Regions from separate parts of the Sus scrofa genome. Here region 2 is linked to region 1. A link is a contact called in public HiChIP or PLAC-seq data. All regions are on one chromosome and are shown on one strand. Each heading gives the region's core, a stretch centred on a gene start, on an enhancer-like site or on the middle of the called end of the contact. The rest is flanking DNA. Distances are from core to core; before and after follow the strand shown. Region 1 holds the start of VSIG10 (V-set and immunoglobulin domain-containing protein 10). Region 2 holds the start of WSB2 (WD repeat and SOCS box-containing protein 2).

The links. HiChIP or PLAC-seq counts read pairs in DNA pulled down with a chosen protein or histone mark.
Region 2: a contact with region 1 is called in an H3K27ac HiChIP or PLAC-seq map of skeletal muscle. The contact joins the promoter of WSB2 here to the promoter of VSIG10 in region 1. A contact is called at or near these places in 11 of 47 Hi-C or Micro-C datasets (brain, embryonic fibroblasts, fibroblasts and 4 more) and 2 of 2 datasets of contacts at active chromatin or transcription factors (alveolar macrophages and skeletal muscle).

Annotation. Positions count from the first base shown.
Region 1 is chr14:34,556,766-34,559,465 of Sscrofa11.1, reverse strand. It overlaps VSIG10 (V-set and immunoglobulin domain-containing protein 10), which reads right to left and starts at 1,306. Exons shown (of 10, transcript XM_001924427.5): 1 at 563-1,306; 2 at 135-358. The coding sequence starts at 213.
Region 2 is chr14:34,607,536-34,610,235 of Sscrofa11.1, reverse strand. It overlaps WSB2 (WD repeat and SOCS box-containing protein 2), which reads right to left and starts at 1,271. Exons shown (of 9, transcript XM_001925977.5): 1 at 1,142-1,271. The coding sequence starts at 1,163.

The sequences.
Region 1 (2,700 bases), core at 57-2,556:
CCCTACCGGGGCGACTCCCGGGCCGAGGCCACAACCGGATCCCGCAGAGTAGGAGGGAATTCGGTCCCCGGCTCTAGGCTCCCCACCGCTGCCTGGCAAAGCTCAACTTTTCCCTCCAGATCGCGGTCCCTTACCTGCGACGACCCAGCGGGTCAGGAGCGCCCAGAGGCAGACGAGGACCTGAGGTTCCGGCACCCGGACGCCTGCGGCCATCTCGCCCCAGTTGTGGGCAGGGGCCCCTCGGGAAACGCAGGCTCCGGCTAGGCTGGGTGTGCGCCCCTCAGGGCCCAGCCCCTGGGGTACTGAGTGCTCCTCCCAGGTCCTCGGAACGACTGAGTAGCTCCACTTTCCGCAGCCCCTACGAAGGATGCTTGGGTGAACTCGATGTGTGAGGCTAGCAGCTGCGCTGGGTTCCGAGCGCGACTCTCTCTCGGGAGCGCCCGGCCAGGGTGGGAGGGTGCACCCCGCCCCCTGCGCCCGCCACCCACTCCGGCTCGCGGAAAACAACAGGAGTCGGGCTCCCTCCCGCCTCCCATCCAGGCGGGAGTTCAACTTCCCCTACCTCGCCCGGAGAGGAGGGCTTTCTGCAGAGGGCGCGCCGAGTCGGGTCCGGACCGGCGGGGGAGGAGCGCTGAGGCTGGTCCCTCCCAGAGCCCACTCCGCCCGGGACGGCGGCCGAGAGTCGCGCGGCCAGCTGGGCCGGGTAGATCCCTGCAGCTGCCGCAGGAGGACACCCCCGCCCCGGCCCGTTGGCTGCTGCCTCCCGGGCGCTCTAGCTGCTGCACCCGGAGGGGCGTCGCGAAGGGGCCGGCTGCCAAGCTGCAGAATTCAGGGTTCTTTCGGCTGAGCTGCTCTAGAGATTTTCATTTGTTTCCCTGTGCTCCGGGCGGGCGCCGGGGCCGCCATCGCTGCCCTTCTCAACCCTTTGCAGAAGGAAGCAAGTCTAGATCAGAAGAAAGATGATCCCTTAGACCTTCCAGCCAAGAGCAGCCACGAGACTCAGGTCCTCCGGTTAACTGGATGAGACCTCACAGTAAGAGTGAGGGCCCAGGTTCAGCGGAACTGGGTTCTCGAGAGCTTTTTTGTTTTTCCCTTTTAATTCCCCCGCCCCCATCCAGTCTGGTTCCCAGAGAGCTACATTCCCGGGCTAAAATACCCCTCTTCCCACCATACCCCCATCCCATTCTTCTGTCCTGGGGAAAACAGGGTTACAATCTCTTTAGGAAGACGTGCTCCCTGAAACAGCTGTACCAGAAACTTCGTCTTAAAAAAAAAAAAAGCCAAAAAAACAAAAAACTGCAACTAATACAGTGACATATTAACTGTAGACTGCAGGAAGTCTAGGAATGTTCCCATTCTTTGGACTTTTCTGTGTTTGAAAATTTTCTCGTCACCTCATCATAAAATGTTGGGGGGGGGACAAAATGCTATAAGAAAATCATTCACTCTGTTGCCCAAAAGTGCCTTACTGAAATACTTCTCCCATGAGGAAATCCTCTTGAAACCAGTGAAGAAGCATTTTTCGCCCATGAACTGAGCCATAAAGTTGCATAAAGTTCCTTTTTTTCCCACTTTTGCTCAGTGATTTTACCTCTTCAGCCAGCTCCTGACAGTTTTCCTCTTTCCTCTCCCACTTTTGCTTTTGTTTTTCATCTTTTTACTTTGTGATGGAAAGTCAAGCCTCTCCATGATTCACCTCACCATCCTTTATTCCCAGAGCCTGGCAGCTTGGTTACCACCCAATATATGTTAAATAAGCAAATGAAATTTCCTTGCAGCTCCTCAAGCTTTTCTGACGAATACCTCACATCCTCACCTTAAGTTAACAAGATATGAATAAAATCAGTAAGTGGTGAGTGTTCTGTTGAGGGTCTGGAATTTTCTGTGACCCTGACAGTACCTCAAGGGGAACTTGCTCAGAGTAGGCCCTCCTGGTATATTTGCTGAATCAAATGCTCGGTGCTTAGGCCCAGCTCTCCACTGTCAGAAGGATCAACCTCCTACACAATGTTTTACAGCAGTGATTACAGCACCTCACTTTTGCATAGCTGGGAACTTTTTCTAAAGCAACTTTAGAGTCTTAATCTCACTGGGCCGTCCTTCCAACCCTTGGACCTGAAGAATCATTCAATCCCATTTTACAAGTGAGAAACCTCCAGCTGGGGGTTAAACTCCAGGTCACCAAGCCAGTTGGTGGTAAAACCAGGACTGGAACCCATGTCTGTGTGACTCCAATTCCCGCCAATATGCCAATCTTGTCACTTATGCTAAGGCTGCCTTGGTCTTGTCAACTTGAAAGAAAAATGCACAGTATAAAACTTGTGAGTTAAGTTTTATTCTGAAAACTTACTGAGCACCACAGCCACAGAGACAGTTTCAGACAGGTCTGAGGAACAGCTCCAAGAGAAAAGGGAGGGAGCCAGGATGTGTTAGAACTTTTTGGCTGGAAGAACAGACATCTCAAGTTAATGATGTTAGTGTTTTTCTTTGTATGGGAAGATGCAAGAATCTGGGGTCCTTTGAAATTTTTCCTTAGGTACTCATCTTTACTATTTAGGGGCCTGTATATCCAAAGCACAGAATGTTTCCTGGTTTTCTAATTCCTGAATTCCCCAGAAGGCCACCGCAGTGTCTCATGGCTTGATCCCTGTAGAAATGAAATGGCAGGCAATATTTTTTTTTTCTTTACAGTCTTTTTTT
Region 2 (2,700 bases), core at 22-2,521, 51 kb before region 1:
ACAAAGAAATGTCATTTCCCAAATTAAAAAGTTAACACCACCCCAGGGAATACCCCGATTTCAACCTACCATCCCCCCTCCATCAAACAAGCCAGGGAAAAACACAGACATCCACAATCAGAATCCTCCAGATCAAGATGAAGCTTGAACTTCACTGGAAGAATTAAAAGGGTTTCTGGAACAAATCCTGAGCCCAGGCCTGACCCCTTCTGAGGATTTCCCCTAAAGAAACTTTGCCTTTAAGCACGGGAGTATTCAAGAGCTGGAACTCCCAGAATAAATCACAAGCCCACCCCAAATTTCTATATTAGTGGGGTTTAGGGGTAATGTGGTTGGAAGGAAAAAGCCTGAAGGGCGTGCCTTTGCATAACAAGTACACCATCCCCACTGAGACTGTTCTTTCATTTGGGCTGACCCTGCGAGGGTATCCAATATTCTCTAACTTTGATACCGCTTTCTGATGACAGCTGTTAACAAGAATAGAGGTAAGCACCTCACTCACCGGTGTTTCCTAAACTTGTCCCATCATCCGTGTCACCAGGGATCAGCATCCCAGTTCCACCCCCACCTCGACGAATCAGTCTCTACTGGGAGAGGCTCACAATATATTTTTTCAATACGGACCCCAGACCCCATTTTTATGCAAGTTTGGGAAGCCCCCAACCACCCCCTAAGGCAGATACTATTATTAGCCCATTTTGTAGATACAAAACGGACTTGGATTAAGTGGCTTGTCCACAGGCACACCGCTTGGAAGGGGCAGAGCGGACTCTCATCCAGACCTACAGCGCGTCACCTGGCACCTGGGCACCCACATCCTCGGGTATCACTCCCCACGTCCCACTCGGACCGAGGCGTCGGGATCCCGGCGCCCCCCACTGTGCCAGGGGGGTGGGAAGCCGCGCCACGCAGAGGCCCGTCCTCCTCCGGTCCAGTCGGCGGCAGGAGACGGGGTGGCGGCCTCTGACAGCGAAAGCGAAACAAAGCTGGGCGCCGGGCGCGCACCCCGCCCAGGAGACGCGGACAGCCCAGGCCCCGCGCCTCCGCCGCCCCCGCCCCGACCGAATCCGCGCCCGCGCCCCACCCCCGGGAACGGGCCCGGCTCCGTCGGCGGGGAACGCGCGCCACGGCCCCCACTCACCTCCGGCCTCCATGAAGGACATGCGCGGCCCGCGGCAGGCGGCGGGCGCCTCAGCCCCCAGGGCCACCGGCCCTCATGCCGCCGCCGCGCCACCCGCCCCCGCCCCGGCCCCGGCCCCGGCCCCGGCCCCGGCCCCGGCCCTGCAGCCGCCGCCGCGCCCGCCGCCGCCCGGAGAGGCCATCAGCTGCTTCCCGTCACATGGCGGCGGGCGCGGGCGGGGACGCGCGGGGGCGGGGCTGGGGGCGGGCGGGAGAAAACCCTGGAGCCAGCTGCGGGAAGAGCGGGGGCGGGCAGGTGGAAGCAGGAGGGTTCGGCCCTGGGCGGGGGAGCCGGGCTGACGGGAAAGGGGGGGCAGATGGAGGCCGACGGGATCGGCGCGGGGAGGGGGAGTGGGTCTGATAGGAAGATAGGGAAGGAACGAGGAAAACGGGGTTGGGGGGTGTGGAGTGGATCTAACCCGGGAAGAGGCGGGGGTTGCTGGAGGAAAAAACGGGGTTGGGGCGGGCAGGTGAACTGGGGCAGGAAAAAAATCGAGGGGAGGGTCGGGGAGCGGGGCTGAGGGGAAACGAGCTGGAGGAGAAAATGGTGGGGGGAGAAACAGGGGGCGGAGGGTACACCGGTAAACCTGGGAGGAGCCAGGCTCAGGGAGATCGCAGGGATGGGGTAGAACCCGGTTGGGGGAGAGTTGGGAGGAACAGAGTGGGAGGGGAGTGACACGCGTCTGGTAAAGACTGAAGATCGAGGGAGGTGTGGGTAACAAAAAAGGGGATGTACGGCGGGGCTGAGGGGAAAACGAGGGAGGGACTACGGAAAGGCACTGGAGAGCTGAGGAGGAAACTGAGGGTGATGGGGCAGCGTGGAAAGGGATGGGAATCAGGTAAAACGGAGGGGCGAGCAGGCAGGAAGGAGGACCTGAAGACACCGGGGATCGGAAGAATCGAGAAAACAAAAAGGGAAGACAGGACTGGGGGGTGAGGGGTCCAGGAACACCGGAGGGAGGGGGAGCCCAGAGGTTAAGCGGGAGCCGAAGTAGAGGAGTAAAGGGGGCTAAAAATGGAGGATCAGAGGAAGGAGCCTCCGTTTTTTAAAAAATGGAAACCAGAAAAGGAAAGACTATCGGGAAATGGAGGGTGCGAATGAATATGACCCGGTTAAAAGGGGTATGAGAAACGGGCAGCCGGCCAGAAAAAAAGAGGAGTCAACAGGAGTAGGGGGTCCAAAAATGGACAAACTGGGTGAACTTGTGTGTGACCCAGGAGGCCTGAGGAATTACAGGGAACAAAAGTGAAAACAGGCAGAGGTAAAAAGAGGGGCAAGGGAAAGAGGCTTGTATTAAACACACAGCATGAAAATGGAGGAACTGGGTCAAACAGAACATGGGAGGTTAAGGTAGGAAGCATGGGTTTGCTTTGAAAAGGAAGCAAGTTGGAAATGGGACGGCTTTGATTAGAGCTTGGAGTGAAGTAAAGGAGTAAGAGAAGACTGACCAAAGAGAAAGGCCCTGAACAGGAATAGGGGATGGAATTGGGCCCCCTCAAGTGGGAGGTGAGGTGAGACAT